3 separate regions of the Mus musculus genome follow, and all the other regions are linked to region 3. The links are chromatin contacts, called in public HiChIP or PLAC-seq maps. All regions are on one chromosome and are shown on one strand. Each heading gives the region's core, a stretch centred on a gene start, on an enhancer-like site or on the middle of the called end of the contact. The rest is flanking DNA. Distances are from core to core; before and after follow the strand shown. Region 1 overlaps Ltbp1 (latent transforming growth factor beta binding protein 1). Region 2 overlaps Ltbp1 (latent transforming growth factor beta binding protein 1). Region 3 overlaps Ltbp1 (latent transforming growth factor beta binding protein 1).

Region 1 (3,362 bases), core at 732-3,231, 87 kb before region 3:
TCAAACATCAAAGAAGCTCTCCCTGACCCACAATCCATTTCATCTATTCCATTTGGATTTCATCTCTTGAAGAAAGAGGTATGGAGTTGGTTTTTTGATATATCTTAAAGTCACTACAGTATTCATCAGAGGAGGGTCTATCTTGATGAGGCAAAACCAAAACAAAACAAACACACACACACACACACACACACACACACACACACACCAACAAAAACAAGCAAGTTGAAAATGAGTAACTTAAAAAGAATTAGCTCACACCCTGAAAATCAATTTGTAATTATGTAATATTTATTTATTTATTTATTTATTTATTTATATTGGCAATGAATCATTCTTAAGATTTTATTTATCACATGATACTGGAGACGAAATACTATGATTTTGAAACAGGGAAAGCTTTCCTAATGATGAGACCTTGGGTCACTGAGCAAGAATTGTTTTGGTAATTGCAATTGCAAAAGTGTTGATACTCAACTTTTATAGAGCTTCTTAAAGCAAAATGCATTCAATTTACAATGTTGTTTTTGTTCCCTGTGTTTCTCTTTCTTTGTTTATAAGAAATAATTATAGGCCATCAGGGGTGCATTGAGTCATCTATTGTCGGCCTGTTAGTACCAGGGACTTAGATGCCTATTGAGGGTTTAGGGGTATGGCCTTCTTTCTCTGCTCTGCTCTCTCTCTCTCTCTCTCTCTCTCTCTCTCTCTCTCTCTCTGTGTGTGTGTGTGTGTGTGTGTGTGTAGGGAGAGATTGAGCTTCCTAGGAGGGAACATGGAGGCATGTATGAACATGAGTGCAATGAGTGCATATATGAGGCCATCAGCAGCCAAGCAGTATGTTGGTCTACAGAGTTTCTTTTCTTTGTTAAAGATGGGCATCTGTAGTGGCTTGAAGCACACAAGTAGGCTGGGCTGCTGTTTTCCCCGTCACAGTGCTAAGATTGCACTTGTGTGCTATCACACCCAGCTTTATTTTTTGGTGTGGGTGCTGGGGCATACATTCAGTACCAAGGCAAGCACTTCATTGACGGCCTTTTTGCCATTCTTTTCCTTTTATACTTAATTTATATTTGTAAAATGTTCTAGTTGACTTTATCCTATGCATTTATCTGTCTTTGGTGCTATAGACGATTTCCAAGTCAGGTTATGAAGGTAACAGACGCTTCAGACGATTCAACTCCTTCGAAGTCGTATGACTTGCACCATGAGTCGCTGGGTGAGAATCACCCATCCCTCTGTCCCTCCCACTTGTCTTCCTGTGAGCTCTGAAGCCTCAGACTCTGTCACCTTGCTCACTGCTCTTCCTTCTTACAGCCACCTCTGTCCCTCTGGGCCATTTCTCATCTCCAAGGACAGACACGTAACTTTTGGGACATTAGTTATACATAGGAAAGACTAAGGGTGAGAGACAAGTAAGAGAATGAGAGGGCACACGGTTTTTGTTTTACATTTTGACTGAGGCAAAAGGAAAGTGGCAAAGTAGAGAGGCATCGACAGACATAGGGAGACAGAATCAAAAGGACAGGGGTCTCTGCCATTCATCAGGACTTAGGGTGATAGAATTTGGGAAGGGAAAGGCATCCAAAGGATGGCTGTCAGGGAGAGCAAGAAGGACGTTTTATAGGGGACGAGTCTATGTGTGAAGGAAGGAAGTGTGGTAGTAAAGATCCTGCAGCATGGCCTGGTTAATCCCTGGCTGTCCATGTGGGTGTGGCTGAAGATGAGGGCCAGTTGTGCCTAAACAGGATAGGTCTTAATTTACTTTAAACAAGTTTGATTTCTGTCAGAACTATTTGTGACAAGAACTATATAGGTGACATAGAATCTTATTTATCAGAGTGAACACTGGAGATGAGCTAAGATCTGTGAAGGAAAGAGCCTCCCCTGAGGCTTGTGGGCAAATCTTGGAATTTGTTGCTTGGTAAATGCATAACCCAGTAGCCGTTTGCCTGTGTAGTCAGCCTTCCTCCTCCACATACAAGCAAGCCGATGCTATTTCTGGGAATGGTGAATGACAGAGCAATGACAAATGTATCCACTCTCTTGCTTTTTGAAAAACAACAAATGTGGAGATAAATAAAACCTAATTCCATTCCAAAATTAAGGGATAGAAAATCTGAGTCACACAAGGCATACTAAGCACTATTTCCTGCAGCCCAGCCAGATGGTGTGGGTCTGGGCAGGTGAGTGCTGATTTCTCTGCCTTCCTCTTCTTGACAGCGAGGATGCCATCTTTGTGAACTCCTACTCTGCCCCCTCTGTACCCAAGGCCATGCCCTGGTGTCTGAAGTGTGTGCTTCAGCTACTAGCCTGGAAACCTTGAGGGAGGTAGAGATCTTTCACATATGAAAAAAAATGACATCAATGTTTTCCCCCTTGGAAGACAAGCTAATGAAGTAACATCCTGGGCCGGAATGTTTCTCACTACCTGCTCGCCCCTCAAAAAGCAAACAAGCAAGCAAAACAAAGCAAAACAAGACAAAAACACATCCACGGGTAAACTATTAATTCTCCCTGCATATTTTAGATCACAATTATCAATTGCTTCCTCCATCCAGCTTGATAAAATGGGTTCAGTGAACTCCTTTTCTTCTTCTCGTTCTCGTTCTTCCTCTCCCTTCTCTCTTGTTCTCTCTTCTTCCTCTTCCTCTTCTTCTTCTTCTTCCTCCTCCTCCTCCTCTTCCTCCTCATCCTTTTAACAGAATCAGAACCTGTCTTCTTTCAAAGATATTTTTCTTTAACGCTTGAGTCACAACAATCCATATCCCATTGTCTGTTGTGGATGGGACACACTGGTATGTCCTGGGAAGCATTCAGAATTGGGGGTGGGGTCTTCCATATGTTTTCTGGACAGATGAGTTCTGGAGGAAGTGTCAGAATGAGCATCATAGAACCACTTGTTGTGGTGACAGGAACATGGGAACAAGGTGTGCACCCTGTTTCTGTTTCTAGTTAGTGGAGGCAAGTGTAGTCATGTCTGCCCCTGAACTACAGTCTAGAATTTTTCCTGAACCTTGCTGAGTGTTCCTTGTCCCTAAACTGAAGGAGTATGTCTGGGTTATTGGCTCTCTTCAGGGTCTATAAAGTCAAAGAAAACTACTTTACAAAAAAAAGCTCAGAGAATGAAATGTCAAAAAGTCATTAGTGTTTTGCTAGTTTGGTTTATAACAGACTGTGTTTTCTTTCTTGAAACACTGGGCCAGTTCCTGTTGGGTGAGTAAACTATTTTTTGGGTAAGAGTCTTCTGACTATAAAATACATTGTATCTTCAGAAATACTGGATTTTATTCAAGGGATGGAAAGACTTTTTTCTTCTATTTGTAAAGAAGAAAATGATATTAAAGGCGGTAAAAATGCAAGAA
Region 2 (3,497 bases), core at 710-3,209, 110 kb after region 3:
GATCATGTCTCCTTGCTTATTTGAAGATGTAGGATGCGTAGTTGGTTTGCAGCCCTGGCCTTTGGGACTGTGCTGTGCTTGTAAGTCACGGACGCTCGGTAGAAGGGGTTTGTGAAGAGCCACATTTTGTCCTGTCTCCAGCTTGATTCTGCGATGCTTTATTTACTGCCTGTGACTGGTGAGCCAAACACCTTGTGTAATTCAATGTCATCGAATGGGTTTTCAGAAGAGACATTCACATCAGAGCTGGAGAGGTAGCTCAATGACTGAGAGAAAGCACTTGCTGATACTCCGGAGGACTTGAGTTTGGTTTTCAGTACCATGTCAGGTGGCTCACAACTATCTGTAACCCAAGGTCCGGAAGATCTAATGCCCTCTTTTAGCCTCTGCAGGCACCTTCACACACATGGCGTACAAGAGCTCGCGCACGCGCGCGCACACACACACACACTTACTCACTCATGTACACTAGATTCAAGTCAGCTGTGTTTTCTAATGTAATCAAATTCAAAGGCTCTTATAAAATATATAGCTACCTAATAGCTGATCATGAATCCACGGATGTAGAAATGATTGTTGTTATACAATTTTCTCTTCTACACTGCTGCTCCATAAACATAAAGATCAAGCCAGTGAGCAGAGAGTCTCATCTGAACTCCAGCCCTGGTTCTGAGGTTGGAAGGATGAGAGTACAGGGTTCTGCATTCTGACAAGTCTTGGTGAACATGCCTCCAGTGTATGTCCAACAGCTAGTGAGACACTGAGCAGCATCTGAGGAGGTTCAAACCTGCCCTCACAATGATAGTCACTAGTGTTTCAGAGGAACCAAAGAATGTGCGCGTTTTAAAACTGCATGCTCGGAACGCTGTCTCTGAGTCCTCTAAACGCACGATTTCTGCATTTCTAGACTATTGAGAAGGACAGCATTGTCCTTTGTTAATTTAAACTCTGGATTAACCCAGCCTGCCATCGCTGAACCTTCCAGTTTCTGAAGGAGGACCACCCTGTTTTAGGGAACGATTGGTTACTGATGGAAACAAGGCTGGGGGAGTTTGAAGAATAAATCGCAGTGCCTGCCATCAGCTTTGAGCATTAAAGTGCCGTGTAAAGTACAGCTCTGGCTCAAAACAGGCCTTCACACTTCTGGTCCAATAGGTCATAGGCATTAACTCTTGCTCAAGCGGCAAGTCTGGGAAGACTGGCACGTGGAGGCTGTGGGAGTGGCTCATTCCTTGAGCTCTCAGAAGCTAGACTCTGCCTTGTGTGTTGGCACTGCATGGGGGGGGGGAAGTGAGTGGAGGGTGAAGGATTTATGTTAGGAGAACCTCACACAAGAAGAACTATGTTCTTGTGTAATTTTGTTCACTTTGGGGGCCATTCTGGATTTGATGGCAGCCTTCAGCTAGTTAAAGGGGCCAAATGGCAGGCTCGTTTAGGAGAAAGCCCCTGATTATTGGTGGTAAGGTGAAGGGCGTGTGTCAGTGGTGTGGTGGCATGTGCTAACAACCTCTGCCTTCTAGAACTCCACAGGCTTCCCTATCTTGTTCCCACCCTGCCTCCTCTTCTTCCCGTCCACTTCTGCAATACCTTCTCTACCTGCCCTTACAATGTCAGTTGCTGGAGTCTCTTTTGGGAGGACATCGATATTTGATCCATTTATCATCCTGTGAACTGAGAATCTGAAAGGCAAGGCTGTTAAGAAAACCAAATAAGTTCAAACCAAATAAACCACTGTATCCATATTTCAGATGAGAGAAGGGAGAGGCAGGCTTTGCTCTCTGGGAAGTTTTCATGCCAGGCTGGAAGGAACTCGGAGTTATCAGAATGTGGGATCTTTGATTAGACATTTCCTGCTTGGTTTTCATGGGTCTCGGTGCCAGGAATTGTTGAAAGGCGCCCGCCCGGTTGGCTCTATCTTAGATGCACAACCACTGCCTCCTGCTGGAGGAGATGTGGCTGAGGAGGAGTAGCCTGCATTGTCAAGGCCTGCTCAATGCCAGAGTCAGATCCAGGCATCTTGCCTCCAGACTCTGTGGGTTTAGTGTGATCAAGTCCTCGCTCCCCCAGAACTCAAAGTGCATTTGAAATGCACAGCATTTTTTTTTGAAACATGAAAGTAACAGAGTGGCGAATTGAAGCTGAAACCTTTTAGTGTTCCTGTATGGTGTGCTGATGCAGGCAACAGGACGTGGTTTTAGAGTTAGTAGTGAGGGTTGCAAATCAAATGAAAGCAGTGTCAGCCATGCACATTGACGGGCCGGATGGGTCATGGGTCATATATACCCAGTTGGCCAATGATTCTTGCCCAAATAAAGCATAAACTTAATGTTTTTGGAATATATATATATATATATATATACACACACACACAAACATACATATACACACATATATAATATATATACATATATATGCATACATGCATATATACATATATACTGTTGTTATCAAACGAAGATAAACTTTTTTCTGTGAGCAATGAAAGGCAGACACATTTGAACACTAGATTCTATAGTACCCAGGAATCGCCGTGTTTATAATTAGACTATGTAAAGAATTTTACTCCCGATGGATAAATCATTCAGAAAGCCATGTTGTAAGGTAACTGAACATAAGGTCTTGATGGAGAGCTCCCTTCTAAAATGTATGCATGTCAGGTGCTTACCTAATGGGTTAACTAATGGGTTAACTGCAGTGTTGGGAGAGTGCCCCCTGTTGGTAGTCTCTTGTACTACAGCATACATCCACCTTAGAAGCATTCTTGAGAGCTCTGGTATTATTGGTCAGAGTGGCCCTCGCTTTCATTTTTTTGTTACAGTCTCAATGGAAATGGCAGTGGCACAAAGGCACACATTTCAATCATATTTTAATAGTGGTCAGTATATTAGAATTGTTGTCCTTTTAGATTGCAACTAAGCAGTCTGAAGATACAAATGCATATGAATACTGGGGTCACTAACTCTTTTGGGGAACACATCTTATGGATGTGTTTGAGTGACAGAAAACCAAACACCATAAGGAGAAATGAAACTGCCTGTGTCTGGAGCCGACTGATGAGCTGTGATACATCTGTCCAGTGGAGAATACTCTGCAGGCATTTTCTAACTGAAGCACAGCTACAGAGCCTGGTAGAGAATGCTGCTAAGCCATTTTTTAAACTTTTATTACATTTACTTATCGTGTGTGTGTGTGTGTGTATGTGTGTGTGTGTGTGTGTGTGTGTGTGTGTGTGTGTGTAGTGAGATCCTGTAGGTCTGGGTCAACAGGCTTGCCAGAAAACATCTTTACCCATTGAGCCATATTGCCAGCCATAGGCCATATTTTATACAGAGGCATAAAACAACTTGAGTAAACTGTCTTTTGCGTAATACATTCAAAGAAAGAACATGCATAGCTGTGTTGATGGCTTCTTATAAATTTATATCCTTTTCACTACTTGAGTTTGTTTTTAATACATATATATTGTATACAATCATCTCATTTAAAATAAACAGAAA
Region 3 (3,340 bases), core at 606-3,105:
TGCATGTGCACTCGGGCACACACATACACACATACACACACACACACACACACACATGCACACACACACAAACATACAAACGCGCAGAGATTAGGAGACTGCAGACTGGGAACAGTAGTATTTGACTCTAATCTCAGCACTCAGGAGAAAGAGGCAGGAGAAGGATGAGTTCTAAGATGTACTGGGCTATATTCAAAGATCCTGTCTGGGGAGAAGAGGTAGTTAGAGGTAAAACTTTGCAAGTTGTTATTTTAAAAGACTGGAAATTTCTCCAGAAGATGCTTGTGGGTCTTGTAGTCTCCTCTGCTTGGTATGGCTGGGTGATCTTTAGCAAGTGTGGTCCCTGCTGAGGGAATCTCATGGTGGTTCGTTAGTAACACCAGATCCTGGCTCATGTCGGTCTCTGGAGGAAGTCTGCAAAGCAGCATTATGCTTTCTGGCAAGGATTCTGGATTGAAGTATCACAGAACATTCTATTTTGTGGTGCCTCAGGAAGGCACTGCTAAATTACACTACAGAGAAGTTTGACTCATGAAACAATATGATTTCATTCGGCATAATCTCCTGTAATTGCTATTGAGAGCAAAGCTTAATTTCCCTCCCTTTGTGACATTATTAGTTGGCAAAATGAAATAGAACTTCCTCGAATTACATATATACACTTAGGTTTCCTAGAGCCTTGAAGCTCTTTGATTTTGTTATCCCCAACAGAAATTCAAAAGGAACCCATTAAGCATGTAATTACGTGTGCTTTCCACATTGTTCTCGCAGTCTCCAGTCCTCTCTGTTTACAAAGCACATTTAAAATTAAAGTGATTAATAACTAGAGTTACATTATTTCCTTCAACAAAGTGAATTCATATCCCAGAGCATCTTTTACCAACGTGCGCTGAAAACAAAGAGCCAACTGTGCGCACATTAATTTGAGAAGCTTTCAAATCATTGCCCTTAAAGCTTTTCTTCTCTCTCTCTCCTCTAGTGATTCAGTAATTATCTTTTCAAGAGAATGATTTATGGCATATATATACATGCCTCTCTGAAAGCTGCCCCTCTGTCCTCTGCATGATGGAATTGGTATAATCTGTTTCATCTTTCATAACCAGAAATTTAGCTGTGTTTCCTGGTAGATCTAGAGTGTTCTTCATCTGCCATTTGAATGTTTTGCTCATGGAGACAGTAATGAGAATGCCTACTCTTTTGATTGAAGTATCAAATGCTAGACACTTCTCTCTTCCATAGTGCCTTTCCTTACCATCACTCTACCATGAGATAAGAGCATTTAAAATGCAGATGTGTGCAGTATGGGGGGGGTGAGGCTATACAACTCAATAGTAGTATGTTTGACTGGTGTCTGAGTTTAACCCTCAGCACCACTGAACTGGCCATGATGATAACATTTGTAATCCCAGCACTTTAGGAGCTAGGGATAACAAAATGAATAGTTCAAAGTCATGCTCTTACCTATAGTGAATTAGAGGCAAACCTGATCTACACACGACCCTGTCCTCTAAACCAAGTTAGCTATAAGTCTAAGTGCTAAACAATTTTTTGAAAGCTAACATTTCTCGCTACCCCTAAAATCACTTACCAGTTTCATGACTTTACAGATACAAAAGTCAACATAACTGTTTTCTGCCCTTCAAAAACCTGTCCAAGTACTTCAGATTGTGTCAAACTATGTAACCATAAGATGCCTTACACCTTTTAACACTGGTAGCATGCATGCTGGTTTTTTAATAGATGGTTTTGAAAACCTTTTCAGTGATTCACTGTTCTGAAAATACACACAGGGCATTCCTGAGCTGAACAGAAGGTTTGTCATGAGCTGTGGGTAAGATACACGAGTCCAGCAGGTTGAGTAAGCAGGATGTAATTTGCTTAATTCACTTGCCCACCTCACTGAGCTGTAAGTGACTCAGAATGAGCCTCTCAAAGGAGTTAAGAAGGGCTTGCCCATCACCCTTTCTTTTGCTACCATTTTATTATTATCCTGGTTGTTTTACTTGAGCAAAATAAATGAACAGAACTTGTACTGAATTTGGGCAGTGATACTCATTGCTCAAACTTCCACTGACTGGCTCTTTATAGGTAAAATGTCCCCCTAACGTGTAGCTATAACAGAATTTAGTTAGTCTTAAAAAAAATAAATTGCACATTTTTTAAGGATCATATTTGTTGGTAAATGAAACTCACCTGCAATTGCATTTACAAACTCTTTATGAGTGTGTAATCCATGTGTAGAATAGTGCACAGATACAAAGGTAGAGTTGCATGCTGTCTAGTTCAACGCATTATCACGAAGCAAACATACTTGGATAGTTATTCCCCAGGTCAACAAATAGACTATGTCCTGTACCCTACAACTGACCTGTTTCCCCCAGAAATTTTACTTTCTTCTATTCCAGAAGTAATCAGTGTTCTTACTCTTGTAACTATAGATTAGTTTTGTACCTTTAGAAAATTTTCAATTTTTAATGTATTTTCTATGCCTCCTCCTTGCTTATTTTCCTCCTCCTCCCCTTCTTTCTCTGTTCTCTTATTCCTTTTTCTCCTCCTCCTGCACTTAGCAGCATGTGGCCAACACAGCTATTACTCTGACTGCTGTGAGAATGCCATGTATCACTGTTGTTATTCAGAGCCCCCCCCCCCCCCAACTCCCAGGACTTCCCCTCTGCTCTGAAGTCTTCACTGACTTCTCCATACAGTCTTGCTACCCAGCTTTGACTATAGGAAGTCCCTTCAGTTTCATTGTGGTAAGGAAATTCTCTAGAAAGAAATGGAATCATACATTAGGTGATAAGTCTCTGTATTTGGGAAATAATGCAGATAATTCATTGGTACAAACTAAGAATAGGGTCACTCATACATGATAATTTAATGCTATAAAACATTGAATATTTATTTTGTTTCACCTACCTTCCACCCAGATTCTTCCCAAGAAACCAAAGAATCCAAAAATAAGAAATTGGGGACCTTCTCCAAGGTCTTTGCGATTTTTACTGTGCTGTGTGTAGATCATACAGTTTCTATGAACATAATTTTGCACAGGGCATCTCTTTTAACAGAGGTTGCAGCAGGCTTTTGTTTTATACAGAATACCTCTAGTACAATTGCTTTGCTCTAGTACGTTGTTTATCCAACTTTTTCCTTTATTCGTCTTCTGAAATAATTGTGAAAGACTCACATGTTCAGGCTAGCACCTGCATTTTAGGAGTAAACCAAATATTTCCCAGTAGATTCATGTTAAATTTATCTGTATTAGAAATGGACTTGATTTGATAGAAACCTAGGGATCATAGGGATGGATCATTCAGTTAATAAAACGTCATCCACGTAACCT

Evidence for each region. HiChIP or PLAC-seq counts read pairs in DNA pulled down with a chosen protein or histone mark.
Region 1: a contact with region 3 is called in an H3K27ac HiChIP or PLAC-seq map of embryonic fibroblasts, with 13 read pairs. The contact joins two enhancer-like sites. A contact is called at or near these places in 1 of 15 datasets of contacts at CTCF or cohesin (the NIH/3T3 cell line), 6 of 484 Hi-C or Micro-C datasets (the HL-1 cell line, cortical neurons, fibroblasts and 1 more), 2 of 115 datasets of contacts at active chromatin or transcription factors (embryonic fibroblasts and pancreatic cancer cells) and 2 of 9 other capture datasets (liver and macrophages).
Region 2: a contact with region 3 is called in a CTCF HiChIP or PLAC-seq map of the NIH/3T3 cell line, with 21 read pairs. The contact joins two enhancer-like sites. A contact is called at or near these places in 1 of 15 datasets of contacts at CTCF or cohesin (the NIH/3T3 cell line), 3 of 484 Hi-C or Micro-C datasets (group 2 innate lymphoid cells, liver and nephron progenitors), 2 of 115 datasets of contacts at active chromatin or transcription factors (embryonic fibroblasts and embryonic stem cells) and 1 of 9 other capture datasets (adipose tissue).

Annotation. Positions count from the first base shown.
Region 1 is chr17:75,166,795-75,170,156 of GRCm38.p6, forward strand. The region is part of intron 4 of Ltbp1 (latent transforming growth factor beta binding protein 1); the gene reads left to right. Among named protein-coding and RNA genes, the nearest start is that of Ltbp1, 160 kb to the left of the region's middle. Within about 2 kb of position 1,982, at least 20 of the 459 cell types and tissues checked have an H3K27ac peak or open chromatin away from gene starts, as enhancers often do. A contact at or near this core is called in the HL-1 cell line, embryonic fibroblasts and pancreatic cancer cells, where this site is marked.
Region 2 is chr17:75,367,597-75,371,093 of GRCm38.p6, forward strand. The region is part of intron 31 of Ltbp1 (latent transforming growth factor beta binding protein 1); the gene reads left to right. Among named protein-coding and RNA genes, the nearest start is that of Rasgrp3, 67 kb to the right of the region's middle. Within about 2 kb of position 1,960, at least 17 of the 459 cell types and tissues checked have an H3K27ac peak or open chromatin away from gene starts, as enhancers often do. A contact at or near this core is called in the NIH/3T3 cell line and embryonic fibroblasts, where this site is marked.
Region 3 is chr17:75,254,331-75,257,670 of GRCm38.p6, forward strand. The region is part of intron 9 of Ltbp1 (latent transforming growth factor beta binding protein 1); the gene reads left to right. Among named protein-coding and RNA genes, the nearest start is that of Rasgrp3, 180 kb to the right of the region's middle. Within about 2 kb of position 1,856, at least 45 of the 459 cell types and tissues checked have an H3K27ac peak or open chromatin away from gene starts, as enhancers often do. A contact at or near this core is called in the HL-1 cell line, the NIH/3T3 cell line, embryonic fibroblasts and 1 more, where this site is marked.